Regions from separate parts of the Rattus norvegicus genome. Here region 1 is linked to region 2. A link is a contact called in public Hi-C data. All regions are on one chromosome and are shown on one strand. The core of a region is the stretch at or near the end of the contact, and the rest is flanking DNA. Distances in the headings are between cores, read along the strand shown.

What was found. A called contact is a pair of places that touch in the nucleus more often than the background predicts.
Region 1: a contact with region 2 is called in a Hi-C map of prefrontal cortex, with 9 times the contacts expected there. The contact joins the enhancer-like site here to the promoter of Plk2 in region 2. A contact is called at or near these places in 12 of 12 Hi-C or Micro-C datasets (the A7r5 cell line, the Rat2 cell line, Schwann cells and 7 more) and 1 of 1 datasets of contacts at active chromatin or transcription factors (oligodendrocytes).

The regions. Positions count from the first base shown.
Region 1 is chr2:44,298,985-44,303,265 of GRCr8, reverse strand. No RefSeq gene overlaps it. Among named protein-coding and RNA genes, the nearest start is that of Pgk1l1, 190 kb to the left of the region's middle. Within about 2 kb of position 2,540, at least 13 of the 93 cell types and tissues checked have an H3K27ac peak or open chromatin away from gene starts, as enhancers often do. A contact at or near this core is called in prefrontal cortex, where this site is marked.
Region 2 is chr2:43,699,607-43,703,918 of GRCr8, reverse strand. It overlaps Plk2 (polo-like kinase 2), which reads right to left and starts at 1,383. Exons shown (of 14, transcript NM_031821.2): 1 at 995-1,383; 2 at 294-401; 3 at 31-147. The coding sequence starts at 1,255.

The DNA of each region.
Region 1 (4,281 bases), core at 1,291-3,790, 600 kb before region 2:
AGTCCAGTGCTAACTGCTAACAGAGACTGTCAAATTCTCAGGCTACCTCAAGCCACCCTCTTTTTAAATATTTGTTTTATGAAACAAGATTGCATAGAGTCCATGCTCTATGTAGCTGAAGGTAACCTTGAACTCTTGATCTTCTGGTCTCTATAGAGCTCAGGCTGGCCTTGCATCTACTATGTAGCTGAAGGTAGCCTTGAACTCTTGATCTTCCAACCTCTACTTACTGTGTGATGGGCCTATAGGGCTGTGCAATTGGACTTGTCCCTAGATTTGATTCTGAATTTCTACTGGAGCTGATCACACTTTCCTGGAAGCTGGCACCTGGCTGAAAAGATGGGACTTGCTGAACTTGAGCATGATTGGGCAGTAGAAAGTGGATAAAAAGACAATTATGGATTTAAATAACCACGCCCACATGGTAAGTGTGTTGTAGTTTTGTGTTCTTTCCTTTCCATCCTTTCATTACAATGGAGAAGTACAATTTAACCCATATGTCATTTTAAAATCACCTTCTAGTAAATCATACTCAGATGAGAACTTAAAACATAACATTAGAAACAGAAACCAACTTGATGAGAAATCAGCTGGGCTTCCCCCAACGGTCATTTGAGTAGGTTTTTAGAAAAGAAGAAAATTTCCGACTCTAGACAGACTATCTGGTTTTCAAATCTTTCCCATAATCCTTCACATTTTTTTTTGAGTCTTAAGGCCAGCTGCTCTCCTCATTGTTGACAGACTTTGTCTTGAGCCCTGGGAAATCAATGTTTCGTTCCAACATGGATATAGATAAAGGGCCACTAAGGCAGACACAAATGTGAGGCAGGGTTTTGAGAGGGGTGGAGTTGGTAACCATCTGTATACCCTAGAAAGATGCAGCATTGACAAAGATTAACTGGAAAAAGTGAGGAAGGAACTGTCAAAGACAACATCTTTCTGATGTATATGGCGATCTCACAGTGGACCTCTGCAGCTGGTGCCCGGGTGAGAAGGGAGCTATTATAGACTCTGTACAGTGACTGGTTTGAAATTAAGAATCCCTACTAGACCTATCTCTTCCAGTGAAGTATGCAGCCTGAGGCATGTTATTTCCCATCTGATTTTAAAAGCAAATAGATGAAGTAACTTATGCATCGATTCAGAGGTCTTTTCTTTGTTACAAACATCTTGATGAAGTAGAAATAACACACTTTAGAGCAGAAGAGATCTTCCAGGTTTACGTTCTCTGGCCTTGTCTTGTGATATTCCTTAGTTGTTTTTTATTCATAAAATGAAGAGAACAATGCCTAGAAAGTTGTTATAAAATGACAGTCAGCACCACCAACACTTTCCAAAGTTCCAGAATATAGATGACTGTAACCAGAAAGATCACCATAATCCAATGGTGCCATGACCTAGACTGAAATAGACACATATTGCTGAGTGTCCATTGCTGTGAAGAGACTCTATGACCACAACAACTTTTATAAAGGAAAACATTTAATTGGAGGGTTGCCTTACAGTTCAAAGGTTCAGTCCATTTGCATCATGGCAGGAAGCATGGCAGCATCTAGGTAGGCATGGTGCTGGAGAAGTAACTGAGGGTATTACATCAGAATCTGAAAGCATCAGGGAGAGTGACACTGGGTCTGGTTTGAGCACTTAAAACTTCAAAGCCACATCTTCTCCAACAAGACCACTCCTCCCATTATTACCACTCACTGTGAGCCTATGAGGCCCTTTTCAAACCACTATACAGGGTACAGTGCTAGGCTGACTTCTGTTCCTGATGATGTATAGCACTATGTCTATGTTACTAAGGGTGAAATAACTCAAACCTCTGGCTCTGTCTTTGAATAGAAGACTCAAGCCTGATGTCACAGGCTTGAGAACATTATAAGTAGTTCCAGTCCCATTACGCAATATGCCTCATCCCAACTCTGTGGCCAGGAGAATATCATTTGGCCCTTTTGGCTCTGTCAGAAAGTTCTCTTAGTAGAGGAGAATGTGGCTAAGCGTGTCTGGCTGTTTCACTCCTGTCTGGGAAGTGCAAAGCCCCATCGGCTTAAAGGGATTGAAGAAGGGCTTCTTTGGATGCTCTTCCTGGAACTCTTGGATGCTCGTGTTCAGAACTGAGGGATGAGGATTAGCGAGAAGCCCCAAAGACATTTGTTTAAGCTCATCGCCACTGTTTTGGCCAATTTAAGCACCTGTAGGAAAACCAGAGAAATAAATCCATATGGTATTACATTTTCACCATCAACGAACTCCTACTGTTTAAAAGAAAATTGACCTTTTGTGTGTTAGATGCTTGGGAATCACCTGGAGAATGATGATTTTTTTTTTGAAAGCTGTTGTGCCTGTGTGAGCCAAGAGTACTTCACAGCTATGAATTTGATAATTCCCATTCTCCACTGAACAATTGTTTGATCCTAGCATTGATTGGAATTCTGTCCTCTAGAGGTCACTAATGTACCAGATTTAAAGAACATGGAGGCTTCCAAAGTGCTCAGGAGGAGACAAATATCCTGATTGCACTTGTGTGAAAGAGGAATGGAGGGAAATAGACTACTCCAAGCTAGTCTCATAGACTAGAAGCAGTAAGAAATCTTGTCTTGAATATTGAATAAGGTATTTTTAAATTGATTTTTTTTCTTGGTTTATCTTGGGTTTCCTCTGCCTCAATCCAGCTGGTCCCTGTTTTCATTTTTATAGTTTTGTTTGCTTTTTTCAGATTTTGTATTTTATGTTCTAGGTTGGACATGAACTCCCCATGTTGTCCAGGATAACCTTGAATTCCTGATGACCCTGCCACCACCTTCCAAATGTTGGAATTATATGCATGTACTACCACACCCAGCTAAAAAATTCTTCCAATGATTGAGCACCTTTTCGCGGGAACATTAACAGCAGAAGTAAGTTTCCTTGGCATGGCCTTTAAAGAACATGGGAAGGCTGTGCCTGGAACTTGGAATGGGGTCTTTTAACTCTTTCTGCAGATCCTGAGTAGCCTAACTTAGGAGGATGCTCTGCAGACTAATCCGAACATAAAAAGATCACTTTGGATATAAAACACATGACTGTTGATCAGGAGCTATGGGAATGACACTCTGAAACGCTTAGAAGACTTTTCCCCCTGTGCTATGGCTTTTCTGTTAACCTAGTGCTGACTGCTCTTTGTCTCCCTTGAAGAGAAATTACCTTGAGAATGTGTTTCATGTTGGCAGAGGGATTGCCCAGGGAGATTTAAACAACAGGCTGCCTGGAGTCCAGGACGTGTTGTGGCATAACCTGCTGCCAGTGGACCGCGCTGCTCTAGGCGTGACCTGGGAGGTACCAGCGGCATTTCACACTATTGTTCCTGCTGTTCTGCTTGCTCTCCAAGGAGAGGAACGCTTACACCACAGTTTTCCCAGGGTCCAGACACTTGCCAGCAGCTGACCCATCAGGAAATGGCCTCTCCCCTCTTCCTTCCCACATTCCTTTCCGGGCTTCCCCAGCCCAAGGTGTGGCCAGCGCCCAGAAGATCTCCTTTGCTTGATTGACAGGCAAACAAAACCTTCCTCTAGATAAGCAAGATCACAGCTCCGTAGGAAATCTATTTGTTTCTGGATGGAGCTTGTCTGCTCTCTCTCTCAATAGCTACAGTGCTGACTTCATAGTTTCTTATCATGCTTAGGATGTGTGGAACAGTCAATCCTAAAACAATGAGCTCTGCTTTTTAAAAGGCTAATTCACAATGAAATACTACACTTTGTTCTACAGAGTTTATGGTGGTCTCCCTTGAAGTCCTTAGAGGGTTGTACTGTGCAATAAGAAAGAATAGAAGGAAGATTTCAGTTTTGAATTTTCTCTATTTAATTTAGTTCTTTAAAAAAATATAAAAAAATTGTTATTCCTGACAAGAGCTGGGAATTCAAGAAAAGATGCCCCTTTTCACTTTGGGGGAGCATCTTTTTAACACAGATGCAATCCAAGAAAGAATAACAGGAAGCTGTGTGATGCTTTGACTCATCAAGGTTGTCCCTTGACTTTGTACATTCGTGTGAATGGGGAGCTTCCTTGAGGCTCTGCCATTTTTTTCTTTGTTGTCACTTGTATGGCTCTAAGTAAACCTGTGTGTGTATGTATGTATGCCTGTGTGTGCATATGTGTGTGTATGCATGAAAGGACCAAAGATAAACAACTTTCAGATCCATTGTGAAGCTGATATCTACTCTAAGATCATTTAATGAAGAGCAAATATGTTTCTTTTTTTTTAATTGTTCACAATGGTTATCTCTCATACCAGGGCTAGGA
Region 2 (4,312 bases), core at 134-2,633:
AAGCGCACTGACCCAGGAGTTAACACTCACCCTTCTACTGCAGTACTCCAAGAGGATGTAAATGTTTTCTTTGTCTTCAAAGTAGTGGTAAAACTGCACTACATGCTTATGGTGCAGGATTCTGTGAAGCTCAATTTCTTTGTCGATCTAAGGAAAAAAAAAGCAAGATAAGGCTTATTAGCCTCTCGTCTTGTCTGGAGAGACAGTGCTTACACATTCAGAAGACATTTTTCTAACAGGGTAGGGCCATCCCTGCACACAAAGAAAATACTTTACTCAACAGTCATACGCACCTTTTCCCTTTGATGAGGTTTAGCTACTCTGCTGTGAGGGATAATTTTTGCAGCGTAGACTTTGTTGTTTGTCAGATCTGTCATTTCGTAACACTTTGCAAATCCACCCTGGGAGGAAACAAAGGCGAGATGGAATTGAGCATGACAAAAAGAAAAAAGAAAAAAAAAAAGAAAAAAGAAAAAAAAAACCCGAAGGACCAACGTTTAAAATAAGTGATTATCAAGAAAAAAAATGGGGGGCGGGAGCAAAAAATTGAGGAACAGAGAGGGTGGGCAGAGCGAAACAATCTGCTTTGTAAAATGGTTTTTCAGGAAGGGAAAGGCATTCCTGGAAACCAGTCCAGTTTTCTCGTTTCCCCTTTACAACGAACTCTAAGGAGAAGGGAATGGAAGGGAGAAAGGGTGGAAAAATGCCCTCTGAAGAAATTTGACAGGCTAGCTCCCCCGGGATCAGGTAGTGAGAGCCCGGGTCAAGGTAGAACGTCCTGAGTCCTCCTTCGTAGACTGGGAGGAAAACAGACTGAGGATGCACACCGGATCCCCAGCGCTCAGAAGCCCAGGAGGGCAGGAGTGGGACCTATGTCGCTCAGGGAACTAGACAGCTGAAGGAGCGAGAAAAGCGGGCGCTGAGTCCCGGCTCGCTCAGCTTGCCCGGGCAGCCCGCCCTCCCGCCCCGCAGCCTGGCGCCCGCGGCTCCTCACCTTGCCCAGCACTTTGCCCCGGCAGTAGCGCTTCCCCGTCGTGGGGTCGACTATAATCCGCGAGATCTCGGGTCCGGAGTGAGAATGGTGATGATGGTGGTGTGGGGCCGCCGGGGTCACCTGGGCTTGGGACTGCCCGTCTTCAGAAGGCTGCTGCGGTCGCTTCTTCTTTGAGTCCCCGCCGCAAGCTTTGCCCAGCGCCTGCTCGCACATCTTGGTGCCGGCGGCCGGCTGGTAGGTGATAGTCCGCAGGAGCTCCATCGTTGCCTCGCTACCCGACACTACCTACTGCCACCTCCGAGGCGCGGACACGCGTCCGGTCTAGCCCTGTCCCTCGAGCCCCAATCGCTCTCCCTACTCTCTAGTCCGACGTCCGGCTCCTCTTCTGCGAGCGAGAGCCAGCAGCGAAGCTTTAAATACGCGCCTGCTGGGTGGGGCGGGGCCTCGTGACGTCACGAAGAGGGCTCCACCCACCCGCCCTGGAGTGCGCACTGTGGATAGATGCGGGGTAGCTGCGTGGCTATCGCGGGCTTTGGCCTGGCTTGGAGGCGGCGGTACGCAAAGCTCCCGCGTTTCGTCGAGTGCCCTTACTTTGGGCGTAGAAAACAGAAACTCAAGGGCGAACGCCCTGTCTCGGTTCTGGCCCGGTGGGGATGCGGGGTAGCAGCCAGGCGAGAGGCAAGGTTGGCACTGCCCTCCTGACAGCCGTGCAACCCGACACGGGTGTCATCCAGCGAGCCACTCGTGGCTGCACAGGGAGACACGAAGCGCTTGGGGACCTCGGCCACCTCCACCTAGACTCCAGTCTAGGACCCCGTGGACGGGGAGGCTCAGTGGCTGGCCCCGCGGAACCCGGCACCAGGCAGACTCAGAGCAGCTGAGGAACGAGGTGCAATCCTGGTCGGAGATCCGGGTGACCTGCTGTGGCGTGGGAAGTATCTGAGCTCCCTGCAGCCTCTTCCTTTCGCCTGATAAGTGACCCCTGTCAGAGGCCAGGCTCTTAACCTTGGAGAGGAGCGAGGACTTGACGCCCGGCGAAGGTTTGGTACGCAACAAGTCTAAGCAAGATCGCCATCCTGTGGAATTTTTCAGAAAAACGATTAACGGTCTGAGTGGGCCGAGGTTCGTTAGCAGCAACTTGAGCTTCAACAGTAACGCTAAACGTGTTCTGTTGCTAATTATGATTTTACAGTTGAAGTCATCTATGACTTCTTGTTCCAACTAGGTGATTCAGATTGCGTGGATCTCATGTCACTAAGCGATGTCACCGCCCTGGTACAGAGTCAATCCAAGGTCCCACTGTGGGGTAAAGCAGAAAATGAAGGCAGCTGAGCTAAAGTGTGGCTGTCAACAAGCTCGATTTTACTGTTCATTTCTAATAACTCAGAGACTTATCCTTCTTTCTTCCAACGGCAGTGGTGCCAGCGCTTCTGGAGTACTGTTCACTGGGGAATTAAACTCTGGTAGCTATTTCGAAATGTCTCTATCATCTTAATACAATCCCGAATCAGAAATACGGCCATATTAGAGGAGGGAAAAATATTTTCCTTCTACCCTTCTAAATTATCGCTGTGGTTCCTCAAACAGGGCAGAGTAAGTGCAGAAACATAAGCTTATTCCTTCACAGCGAAACGAGTACCCTCCGACGTGGCTTGGAATTGAGCTTTGAATGCCATCGGAGGCAAAACACGAGTGTGGGGAAAGACAGGAAAGGAAGAAAATAACCAGGGAGTAAATAACCTAGACCTTTGTTACTGTTTTTCACCGAGAAGATTGTTACTTAGAATCATTGTTTTTGTCTAGTTCGGGGGACTTTCTCAGGACTCGAGACTTCTTTTAATAAATGTGATTTTTTTTTCCTTACAAAAGAGCAGTGCGCCATTTTCAGGTCTTCCGTGTTTACCCACCTTTGAATTCACTTCAAACATCCTGACTCAGCAATATATTGAGGGTGACCTATTCTAGTTTCCCGCGGGCATATTTTGAAGTGACATAGTCTAGTCTACAATTTCCCATCTTACAGGTTAAGAAACTTGGTCCTAGACAATTTAAATAGCTATTATCAATACATTTTTCCTAGAGCCATGAGGTTTTGTTAAGCCAACTACATGCCCACCTGTTGTCTCAGTTGACAGTTTGTAAGCAGTTACTTTGCACAGGCTTCCTGTCTTCCAAAAATACACAGGCCTTTAATAAAATACCAAGGCTGAGTCCTTGCCAACTGGGAAAGAATGACACATAGACTTCCAAGTAAGGGTAAATGGGGTTTCCTCCAGACCACTATCAAACATAGGTAAATCTAGTCTTAACAGTTAAAACGACATTCACCTCAGGTACTCCAAAAACTATCCAAGCACGCTTCCTTAACATTGCAGAGTGGACAAGGCAAGATACTCTCTGTCTTAGTGCTTTAGCTCACTGCAAGCCCGGGCATGTTGTTCACAAAGGATAGGAGACTTTAACCCAAGATTATCCCAGGTTTGAATAATAGGGAGGCGGGGCTGGAAGTGGAGAAGCAGAATTACACAACTCCCCTGCTTTATTCATAAACTTGGCTATGACCTTTGTTCCCCAGCCTGGACGAAACCGTTGGATAGGCCTCCTGGTTGAAGAAGACCACCTTACTTTCCCAGAGAGAGTTTTGCTCTAATGTGTGTGTTTGTGTGTGTATGTGTGTGTGTCTTACAATTCAAGGACTGAAAGAACAATTAAGACTTTTTTTAATTTCAATTTTGTGTCATACACTATTACATATTTTTCTGGGGATGCTATAGTATTAGACTGTTGAACATACCATGTGAAATTCAGTTCTACCAAAAATACACAGGCATTTAATAAAACACCAATGCTGAGTCCTTGCCAACTGGGAAAAAATGATTTTCTTTATGGTAGTGCCATCGTGTGGACAGACTTGAAACTGTAGTCCATACAACACAAAGCTACTCCCCACTGGTCATAAACCTCTAATTACAAAGCATTTCTCTGTAGATCTTTCTCTGGAGTTTTGGGGCCAAAATCCCAATGGGGCTTTTGGTGAGAAGCTGACAAACTAACTTCTATCATCTTTCAAGAGATCAGAAAATAGCAAAATCACCTTTAAGCAAGAAGAAAGGATGACCTTTCTTTTGCATATGTTGGGCCTTACAATGAGTTTGTAGCAAGTAAGCTGCTAAGATAGGCAAATTTACCAAAGGGACATAATGATCAAAAGAATGGTAAATGTCAGGGTTGGGGATTTAGCTCAGTGGTAGAGCGCTTGCCTAGCATACACAAGGTCCTGGGTTCAGTCCCCAACTCCGAAAGAAAAAAAAAAGTAAA